Linked DNA regions of Arachis hypogaea: region 2 is linked to region 1. A link is a contact called in public Hi-C data. All regions are on one chromosome and are shown on one strand. The core of a region is the stretch at or near the end of the contact, and the rest is flanking DNA. Distances in the headings are between cores, read along the strand shown. Region 1 has its middle 14 kb from the start of LOC140182344. Region 2 holds the start of LOC112777313 (serine/threonine-protein phosphatase PP1 isozyme 2).

Region 1 (5,652 bases), core at 1,021-3,520:
GGTGTATGTGTTGTACCTAGGATTGGGAGTTGTCCAATTCATTTGAGGTACCTAAAATTGGGGGTTGTCCAATCTACCTGACAAAAAAAAAAAGACCAAGTTGTGACTGGTCAAGCCGCCATGCTTGATTTTTATCCAACCTGGCTAGCTCGCTTTTTTTTGTATCATAATGAATATGAAATATGTTTTTCTTTTTGTATGTAAGGAATATGATGGCACGAGAGAGTAGTGTTGGGGTTCGAATCCCACCTTGTGCATGCAGCAATCTATTGGCCAATAACAAATTTTTAAATGGAGCTCAGTACCACAACGAATTAGTCTTTGACCTGTCGGGTTGGGGGATACCGTAGGAACAAAAAAAAAAAAAGATATTCGTGGAAACACATTATTACACATATCGACACAATATTTGTATACTGATGGTGATATATATATTTGTTCGATCAATTATTTTGCCACATCACTATTTTATTTTTCTAGTTTCGACAAGTTATATTAATCTCTCTCCATCGTATATACATCATATATACATGTACGCATCTATCTTGTGAGTTATGATTTCTGAATATCAAAACCCATAACAAAATATTTTTTAATTTATATATTAGTATTTTTTTTCTATTTTTGAAATTGCAAAGACATAACATGTATCCTTGATTAAATATGTAGTTAAAATAAAAGTAATAAATCATTTAGGTAAATTCATATCATATATATTACTCATCGAAGTAATTAATTACTTTTCACACATAATGCAAGAAAAATAAATTTTGGTTAAATAATATATAGCATAACTATAAAAAATAATATTATTTTGACAAAAATAATTTTGTGAATTTTTAAAATGATACTTTTAAATCATATTCCTTGATTCTAAAATAGCTACATTAGAATACAAATATGACGATACTTTCGAGCTATATTTTTTATGCTCAATTCTTAATCCTACATTATTATTGTTTTTACATTATTGTAAGCCCATTAAATGGTCTAGTTCAGCCTAATTAAATTTGGCCCACTTAAATTTGTGAATTATAGGGGTTAACTTGTTTATTTTTTATTTGTTGAAGAGTGTTAGTTTTTAGACTTGGACTGTTTATAGTCAACCTCACGAAATATATGAGATAACCTATTAAATTTTTGTTTAAGAAAAAGTTTCGACAAATTCAATTTTGGGTTCAAATTTTTCTAAAAAAAAGTTAGTTTTGGACAAAAAAAAAAACATTATTATTAGTGCGAGTCAAGTCTTTGGATGGAATCAAGAAAAATATTTAAAAAATACTGTTTTTTTAAATATAAAAAAAGAATTACTCGTTAGATCTAATTTTAGAGTAAAAGTATGTTGTTTAAACCAAATAAATAGGCTGGCATGATGGATTTAGTCTATTTTAATAGTTTTAAATTTTTTATAAAGTTTTGTTTGGTTAAAAAAAATAAATGAAAACAAAAGAAATAAAGAAAAAGGAAAAAAAAAAAAAAGAAGTTGAGTAAATTTTTATGTTTAGATAAAAAAATTAAAAAAATATATAATATTATAAAAAGATAATTTTATTCTATATATATATATATATATATATATATATAGTTAAAAATAACTGAATAATATTAGAATATGATAAAGTGGTATTTTTTTTTTATTTTTCATCTAATATTGGAGGAAAAAAAAATTCAATGAGTGCTATATCTATCTTTTTGAACTTTTTTTTTTTAACTTTTCACTCTAACAAAACAATGAAAAATAAATATAGCTTATTATATGGTATGTAATAATTTTTATATTTTAGTTTAATAAATTAAATAAATTAATATTTAGAAAAATAAAAAAAATAGCCGTCACATATGATAACATCAAATGAGGCTACAGCACATAACAAATTAACAGAAAGAAAATAATATATTAATAACGTTTTGATTTTTTTTTATTAGTTTTTAATGTGTTCTTTAAAGTTTTCTACTAGTGTGAACGTAAAACATGCCTTACGTGCACTTTTTTCTTTCTTTTCATTAATCTATTTAATAAAATATTTAAATAAATAATTAAGTTCAAAGTCAGCCTTATATATAACAATTATTACGATTAAAAGAATATCTTATATAATTATTAAATGAATAAATATCATTAACAATTTATTTATTTCTTAAAATAAAAATACTCCTATTTAACAATTAGTATTTCTACAACCATAATTTGAGATGTATGATACGTGAATACTACTCTTAGTTGTATCTTGCATTCTGTTTATGGTAACGACAAAGGGAAAGAGGTTAAATAACCGTGTCCTATCCGTACTGTATGCGTATGGAACATTTATATATGTGCATCTTTCTATAATTCTACATATGGGGACCTAACCTATTGAATTATGTTGATGGATAGGTACACAAAGTAAAACCGCGTGGACAATGATGTTAATGTTGTTAATTATTGCAACGCAAATTCCAATTTAAAACCAAATGTCATGACTCATGAATACTAAATACGCGGTTTACCAATAAAGACCTTTTACTAAAGGACATGCATTGGTGATTGTGATGGAAGAATTTATTTATTATGTGATTTTAGAGTATATATTAAAATTATAAAATAAAAAAAATTATAAAAAAAATTAAATTTTTAATATATTTATTTATATTTATTAAATAAAATATTTAAAATTTTTTATTAATAATAAATTTATCATATATCTTTAATTAAAACATATATTAACTAAACCTTGATGGAATTGGATTATGCCTATTTGAAGTTTGTGGTCGCTTGAATTTAGACAATAGGCATTCACGAATCATCATCACCTCTTATGCCAATCGCTATCCTTTAATTTATATATTTGAAATTAAGGATGTGATTTTCAGTATATGGGGCGAGTGAATTATACGGTATGTATGGGGCAATTACAAAGCAACTTCCTACTAATGTGACTCATGTTTTGGAATTATATACACTCAAGACTTCTAGAAACCCCCTTCCCACAAAAAAATCTCTTCCGAATAGTTACACTATAACATTAAATTATATTTTAATTTTAGGATAAGTGTTTGTCACTGTATATGAATACGAAGTACTCAATATTTTTTATATTTTGTGATAAAATACGCAAAAAATGCACAATGAATACAAAAATTAATATTTTATCAATTATTATGTATTTATTTATATTTTATATATGTTATTTCATAATTTTTTTAACAAAGTAATTAGTTATTAGAATAATTAAATTTGAGATACTAAAATAATTGAATTTAATTTTTTAAGAAATAAATTACAAAAATATTAAAAGGTTTAATTATTTAATTTTGTATAAAAAGAATTATATTAAAAGTTGTAACCACTGTATACTAATTAAGAGCATTATATAACAAGATTCGTTTCAATAAAAAAGAGAAAATGCTACCTTAGCTTTGAAAAAGGTTGTTATTATTAGTTTTTTTTTGAAAAAGTATAAGAAACAACGAGAATATTAAACAATGTGAATAATAAATATATTAGATGTTTAATTTAATAGGTATGTAGATAATTATATATGTTGATTATTCTTAATTAGATGGTATTCTTGTTTATTCGATTTACTCATGCACAGCTAACAATGACTCACTACAAGGTTCAATTTGATTTGTGACGTTTTTTTTTTTTGTTTATGGGGGTTTGAAACGTCCACCAAAAGGTTAGTGGGAGTTTCCAAACCTCCAATATTTAACGTACCACAAGCTTATTTGTGGCAGTTTGGTAGAACTCCCAGGACATAATTTTATGGCAGTTCTTTATCTGCTTTGTGGAGACTGAGTTGAATTTTTTTGATAATTTTTTTGAAATTTTTGTAGCGATTTAAAATCCCCACAAAACTGAATTTTCAAATTAAAAAAATTACAACAAGCTAAATTGTTACAAACCATTTAAAATTGAAACTAAACTTATCAGAAAGCTATAAATGACGGAAGAAAATTGTCGGTAAAGAATTTCATAAAAATATCGCATTGCAAGTATAGTTCTATACCAACAAATTATACTCGGTCAACGTTTAAATTATTTGTCACTTAAGCAAACCCAATAAAATTAATCGAAGTATTTAAACATTGGGTCGTCTCTCAAAGGAATTGCAGGAAAGTGTAGTTTATTATTGGCTATGAAAAAGTATACTTTTGGGTTTTGTAATAAGAAACAAGAAAATAAAATGGCAAGAAAATAAACTAATAACTAAGAAAGCTCTTAGCAAAGAAAGAGAATTAGAAGTCCTATCCTCATTATCATCGTCAATTGTGATGGTTAATGTAAATTGCTTTCACTTAGTTATCCTCTAACAAATGAAGGAAAGTCAATCGAGTAAAATCGACTTAAGTTCACAAGTTCTAATCAAAGACTAGATTTAGTGAGGCTCAAGCCAACTAGCAACTTTCAATCACCAATTAACAAAAGAATTTTGATAACTCAAGAGTCTCTAATTAATCAATCCAAGTCAAGAACATAAAAATCTATTTTAAAATCCAACCAAGCATTTTATCAAACATTTGGAAGGAACAAAATAAAAGCATAGAAAATTAATAAGAGATGGTAAAATATAAGACTAACACATGCAAGGAATCAATAACCAACAATTAAAGAAAGAAGCAATAAACATGAAATACTTCAAATTGCATTAAAAGGAAATTGAATCTAACAAGAAGAATTCATAAACTAAATTGGGAAAATAAAGAAATCAACAAAAGAAGATAAACTAAGATACTAGAACAATAAAAGGTAGAAGAAAACTAAATTAAAGCAAGATAAAATTCTGAAGCTAAGAAGAAATAAGACTAAAAACCCTAAAACCTAGAGAGAGGAGAGAGCCTCTCTCTCTAGAAACCTACATCTAAAAACTAAAGTGTGAATGAATGAAAATTGAATTGTGAATCGTTGATTCGTCCCACTCTGCAGCCTCTAATCTTCATTTTCGGGCTTGAAATTGGGCCAAAAGCAGCCCAAAAATCGCCACCAACGTTTTCTGTTAATTGCAGCACGTGACGCTCAGCACGCGTACACGACGCTGGACTTTGCACTAGCCACGTGTAGGCGTCAGCCACGCGTGCGCGGCATTTGGTTATGGCTCGGTCACGCGTACGCGGCAGCCATGCATGCGCGTAGATAGCAGCTCCTCAAAACTTTAATTTCTTGTGTTCCTTCCACTTTTGCATGTTTTCTTTTCATCCTCTCAGCCATTCCTGCCCTATAAACCCTGAAAACACTTAATACACGAATCACAGCATCGAATGATAATAAAAGAGGATTAAAAATTAGCGATTTTAAGGCTTAGTAAGCATGTTTTCAATCATAGCACAAAATTAGGAAGAAAACTTAAAAACATGCAATTTGCATGAATAAGTGTAAGAATAGTTGATAAAATCCACTCAATTCAATACAAAATAAACCGTAAAAGAGTGGTTTATCAATCTCCCCACACTTAAACATTAGCATATCCTCATTCTAAGCTCAAGAGAAGCTATAAAGAAGGTGAAGAGGAATGGTAGGATTTATGAAATGCAACATATCTATATAAATGCAACTAAATGCTAAATGCTTCTACCTACTTAGTTAAAAGTAGATCAATCTTCCAAGAACAAATATGAACTGAATTTCACTAATTCAAATCTCAAAATGAAGTACAAGTAAACTTGCAAAAA
Region 2 (5,652 bases), core at 864-3,363, 150 kb before region 1:
ATATACTGGTTGATTGACTTGTAGAGATTTGCATAATGTAATTTTTCTCATATAATACAATGTTATGAATTATAGCTGATAAATTTAGTACGGTTGAACAATACACTGAGAATTATAGTTGATGTATCAATACACTTTGTTTATGTTTTGAATTATATTGACTTGCTTGTTTATAGTACTTTTCTTAGTTTGATAATACGATGAATTTGTTTATTTTTGAAGTATTATAAATATTCGAATACAAATTAGACAAAAATTTGTATTTATTAAATTTATATTTATTTTGTATGAAAATAGGTTTATTTTGTAATTAAAAAATCTAAAAAAAAATTATTTTACCTTACTAACAGATTTACAGACAGATTTTCTATCTGTATTCAGAGTTTGGAGTGATTTTTCAAGGCTCCAATTACCGACAGAAAATCCGTCAAAAAATCTGTTGCTAATTACCGACGGAAAATCCGTCTCTAATTACCGAGGAAAAATTTGTCAAAAAGTTCGACGTTTCAGGGAAATAGAGGGGAGAATTTACCGAGAAAAAATTTGTCGGTAACTGGTAAAAATCCGTCGGTAATTTTCCGACGAAAAAATCCGTCAGTAAATAATTTCCAACGAGGCTTTTACAGAGGGACAAAATCCGTCGGTAATTTCGTCGGTAACCAAAAATCCGTCTGTAATAAAGACTAAATCTATCTGTATTAAGCAATTTTCTAGTTGTGCCCTCGCAAATAGAAGAAAGCTGTCGCTGCGTCGGTCAGAGATTTATCATCCCTTCTCCGTGATGGAATCAGCCGCAGTGGCAACCACTGCCTTCATTGCCGTTCACGCAGGGGCGCTCGTGAAAGAAGAATTAGTGAGGAAGACGCTCGCGCCATCCACGCAGTGCATCCCCCACCTCGTCATCGTCATCGTCATCGCGGACTTTCCCCTCCATCCGCACGAGTCACAGGTTGCCGACGATGACTTTCTTCTTCTTCTTTTTCATTTCGGGTCTGTCGTGACTTCTTCTTCACCTTGTGCCTGTTGCTACGGCGACGCCTTTCTTCTTCTTTGTTTTGGATTTTTTCCTCTTTGATTTTAGAATTTTTTTTATAGTTTTGGATGTTTCTTTTTTAAGTTATCAGATGTTTCTTTTCTAATAATTTTGGATGTCTCATTTTATTAAATTTTGGACTTTTTTAAATATTTAGATTTATTTCTAAAATTTTGATATTTTTTCATTAAGTTTTGGATATTTCTCATGATAATTTGAATTGATGTTCTTTCCAAAAATTTTTTTAAAAGGTTTCGGTTATCTTGTTTTTTGCTAGGTTTTGTTATGTTTTGGATTTTTTCTTGTTTGGTTTTGCATTATTCTTTTTATTGGTTTTTGATGTTTCTTTTTCCTAAGTTTTGGATATTTTTTTCTTATGTTTCGATTTTTTTTTGTTTTGTTTTGAATTTTGGATGATTTTTTAAATAATTTTAGATGTTTTTTCTTAATTTTTTCATATTTTTTAAATATTTTTTAGATGTCTCATTCTATTATGTTTTGAAATTTTTAAAATAATTTTGAATATTTCTTTTTTGTTAGGTTTTAGATTTTTTTAATTACGTTTCAGATTTTTTCTATTAAAAATTTTTAAAATACTTTTAGAATTTTTTTGAAATAAATTGTAACATTTTTAAGATGATTTTGAATTTTTAAAATTAATTTAAAAAATTATAAGATGATTTTAGAAATAATTTTGGAATTTTTTAAATAAATTTTAGAATTTAAAAAATAATTGAATGTTTAAAATAAATTCTAAAATTTTAAAAATGATTTTGAAATATTTAAAATAAAATTTTAAAATAATTTTACATAATTGTTATTATTAAGATTAAATTTTTAAAAATTTTAAATTTTTTTTATTAAATTTTAAATATTTTTTATGATAATTTGAATTTACATTCTTTTTGAACAAATTAAAAAGAAAAAATAAAAAAACTACTAATGGCTACAATCAACTGCACCTTTTGTTGGTTCTCTATTCGGATGGTAAGAATTATGATTGATTAATTAGTTAGCAAAGAGAAGTTTCCTAGAAAACCATGACCACTAGATATATGTGTGGATGGCGGGTAGTGTTAGACAATCAACTTGTGTTCTCGGCTTCTCGCTTTCTTAGTTTGGCACAAGACAGAGAGAACAAGTGCCCCATACCTTAGCATGCAAGCTACCAAACCAATTTGCCACTATCTGCAAATGAGGAGTGTTAGAGGTCAGTAATTTTTATATTTTATAATCATTAATTGGTTATTAATAATATTTTTAATGGTATGAGATTACATTTAATAATAAAAGATCACTCACTTTTTTTTTGATAATTAAATACTAACCACAAAATATAAAAATTGCTGGCCCTAAACCTTTTCGTATGCAAATTCAAACCGCGTCATGCATCAACCCCTTCGGCGTTCTCCTTATTATTTGTCTTCCATCTTTCCCCTTTTCAACTTCCCATTAGGTCCCTTCTTCTCTAGGGCCCACTCACCACCACAAACACTTCCCCACTCATATTACATCATATTCTTCCTCTTCTTACTTTCTTTTCTTTTCTTTTTGTATTATAAAATTATAACTATAGTCAATAGTTGTATATTTAAATAACTAAAAAGTGTTAACTGCACATTAAAATTAATTATTATATATCTATGTATAAATATGTATTTTAATTTATTTTTAATATATATTTTATATTTTAATATATATTTTACATAAATAATTAAATTTAGTGTACACTTAGTTTAGTAATGATCATTAAATCAGTGCTTCATTTTATATACTTATTCTACAACATTAAGTAGGGTATATACATAATTTCCCTCTCACAATCTTCCATTCCCCTTCATTTGAAATCTAGTACTCATTAATATTAATCCGAATATATGCTTCCCTAGCTTTTTCAGCTTTCAACGGCCACCCTTAACCCCATATATATATATATATAATGAATTAACCACTATATATCAACCATAAAACACAAATAAACACTTATTTATGCAAACCACAAAACTCATAAAGCAATAAAGGCATCCTTATCTTTATCTTAAAAAAGAGAGCTAAAGTGATAATAATTCGCGTCTTTATAATTGTTTTCAAACTCAATCGTTCTCCATGCCATGATGAGGATGATGGCAATATAAATGTAAGAAACGTAACACACCCCAACCCCATAACATAAAACGGTTTTTGGTTGTTTGTTGTTTGTTGTGTTGTCCTTTTTTAGCACTTGTTTTTGTGACACACATATTAATAAAGTTTGAAAGAAGAAGAAAAATGGAACGTGGGGTTGTGGATGGCATAATCAACAGGCTTCTAGAAATAAGAGGCAAACCGGGGAAGCAAGTGCAGCTTTCTGAGGCTGAGATCAGGCAGCTATGCCTTGTCTCCAAGGACATCTTCTTGAGACAACCTAACCTTTTGGAACTTGATGCACCAATCAAGATCTGTGGTATGTTTCTCTTCCTAAGTATGAAATAGTGATGACTATGGCAAAGCAGAATAACTACTAATTGCAATTATTTCAATGAACCAGGGGATATCCATGGTCAATATTATGATCTTCTGAGAATCTTTGAAAATGGTGGCTTCCCACCTCGTTCCAATTACTTATTCTTAGGAGACTACGTTGATCGCGGAAACCAAAGTCTTGAGACAATATCTCTTCTTCTAGCATACAAAATCAAATACCCTCAGAACATTTTCCTCCTCAGGGGAAACCATGAATGCGCTTCCATAAACCGTATCTACGGTTTCTACGACGAATGCAAGAGAAGATACAGTGTGAAGCTGTGGAAAACATTCACGGATTGCTTCAACTGCTTGCCCGTGGCGGCTCTTATCGACGACAAGATACTCTGCATGCATGGTGGACTCTCCCCTGAATTGCACAACTTGAACCGGATAAGGACTTTGCGCCGTCCGGTCCAAGTGCCCGACAGTGGTCTGCTATGTGATCTTCTCTGGTCTGATCCCTGCGGAGACATTCAAGGCTGGGGAGGAAGCGAACGCGGAGTTTCGTGTACTTTCGGCCCTGATAGGGTCACTGAGTTTCTGAGGAAGCATGATCTTGATTTGATCTGTAGAGCACATCAGGTTTCGTATTCTATATGACTCGGTTTACAATCTATTTGTGACATATATTTTGTATTGTTAAATCAGTCACCATATATTTGTGTTAAATTGTATTGTTTAACTCATTTTCAATATATATTTTGTATTTTAATATATGTTCTATATAGATGACTAATTTAGTGGCTAATATTTTGCGGACATATAGCGTGGTAACTGTCTCAAGACAGAACATAAATACAAATTTGAGGATTGTGATGTGGTAAGTGTGTTTCATTGTGCAGGTGGTGGAAGATGGATATGAATTCTTTGCTAATAGGCAACTTGTGACAATCTTCTCTGCACCAAATTACTGTGGGGAATTTGACAATGCTGGTGCTATGATGAGTGTTGATGAGACACTTGTGTGTTCTTTCCAAATATTGAAGCCTCTAGAGAATCAAAAGCTGCAGCAGCTTTATAAATTTGGTTATGGAAGCACAACTACAGTTAAGCCTAGTCCTACCACAAAATTCAAGGTATTTTGATTTCTTGAATCCTGAACTTGATGAGGTTCATTAACAATGAATCAAAATACTGTGTGCCAAAACAATGATAATTCATAGAAAAAGCTTTATGAGACAGCTTTTATTTGTTAGTAATAAAATATAATAAACACGTTCAGCACATGTTCTGAAATGTTTAATTGATTATCCTTATTAATTTCTTTTTAATTTGGTTCGTTCTTCCCATTTACAGCAAGCATTTCTTGGTGCAAACGCATGAACTGATGGAGGTGACTTTTAATGTTTTTCGGAACATAACAAGAGTTGTTCTTGGAATGAAGAAGCGTTGCCTGTGTTCACTACAATGTGAAGGAAGAAAATAATACAACTAACATAAGAGCCTTAAAAGAGTAAAGGATAATTAGGTTCCTTTACCCTTTAGCTACAACTGATTTCTTTTTGCTTTTTTGCTTCTCTATCGGAGGAGTTGCACATTGTACAATATTGTCAAACACAAATGGATAAATTGAGGCGTCATTTTCCTTTATTTATTTAGTTATCTCATTAATTGAATGTGATTCGGAATTGCAAGTGAAGTTTCAAGTTCTATTTTGAAAATATTCTTAGTTTTTATTTTTAAAAAAATACTAAGACCTAATGTGACTTATTTTTTTATATGGAAAGAAATGTGGAATTTGATGTTGAAATGGATGTATATAAAATAATTACATTGATATGATATCAGTATAAAATGCAGGTAGCAATTTATTTCTTCGATTTTTTTAAAATTCAAAACTTGCAAAACGCAAGTTACGTTTAGTGTTTTAATATTTTTTATAAACGTGCAACGTGCGTTTTACTCATGTATTTTTTTCTTGAAACTACAAAATGCATGTTGCGTTTTATATTTTAAATTTTTTTTTGAAAGCTGCAAAACGTAGCTTGCATTTTGATTAAAAAAATATTTTAATCAAGAGTCTTGCCTATAAATACTACAGTCGATTCCTCTGTCTTTCATACCTCAGCCCCATTCCTCTATCTTTTATACTTGTGAGTTTTTTTACAATTAGT

What was found. Hi-C and Micro-C count contacts between places; a contact is called where the count stands out from the background.
Region 2: a Hi-C map of leaf shows a contact between it and region 1, with 4 times the contacts expected there. The contact joins the promoter of LOC112777313 here to the enhancer-like site in region 1. A contact is called at or near these places in 2 of 8 Hi-C or Micro-C datasets (both in leaf).

What each region holds. Positions count from the first base shown.
Region 1 is chr19:127,365,844-127,371,495 of arahy.Tifrunner.gnm2.J5K5, reverse strand. No RefSeq gene overlaps it. Among protein-coding and RNA genes, the nearest start is that of LOC140182344, 14 kb to the right of the region's middle. Within about 2 kb of position 2,270, at least 2 of the 3 cell types and tissues checked have open chromatin away from gene starts, as enhancers often do.
Region 2 is chr19:127,516,943-127,522,594 of arahy.Tifrunner.gnm2.J5K5, reverse strand. LOC112777313 (serine/threonine-protein phosphatase PP1 isozyme 2) reads left to right here and starts at 2,113. Exons shown (of 4, transcript XM_025821658.3): 1 at 2,113-3,476; 2 at 3,561-4,120; 3 at 4,381-4,614; 4 at 4,835-5,132. The coding sequence starts at 3,302. The coding sequence ends at 4,861.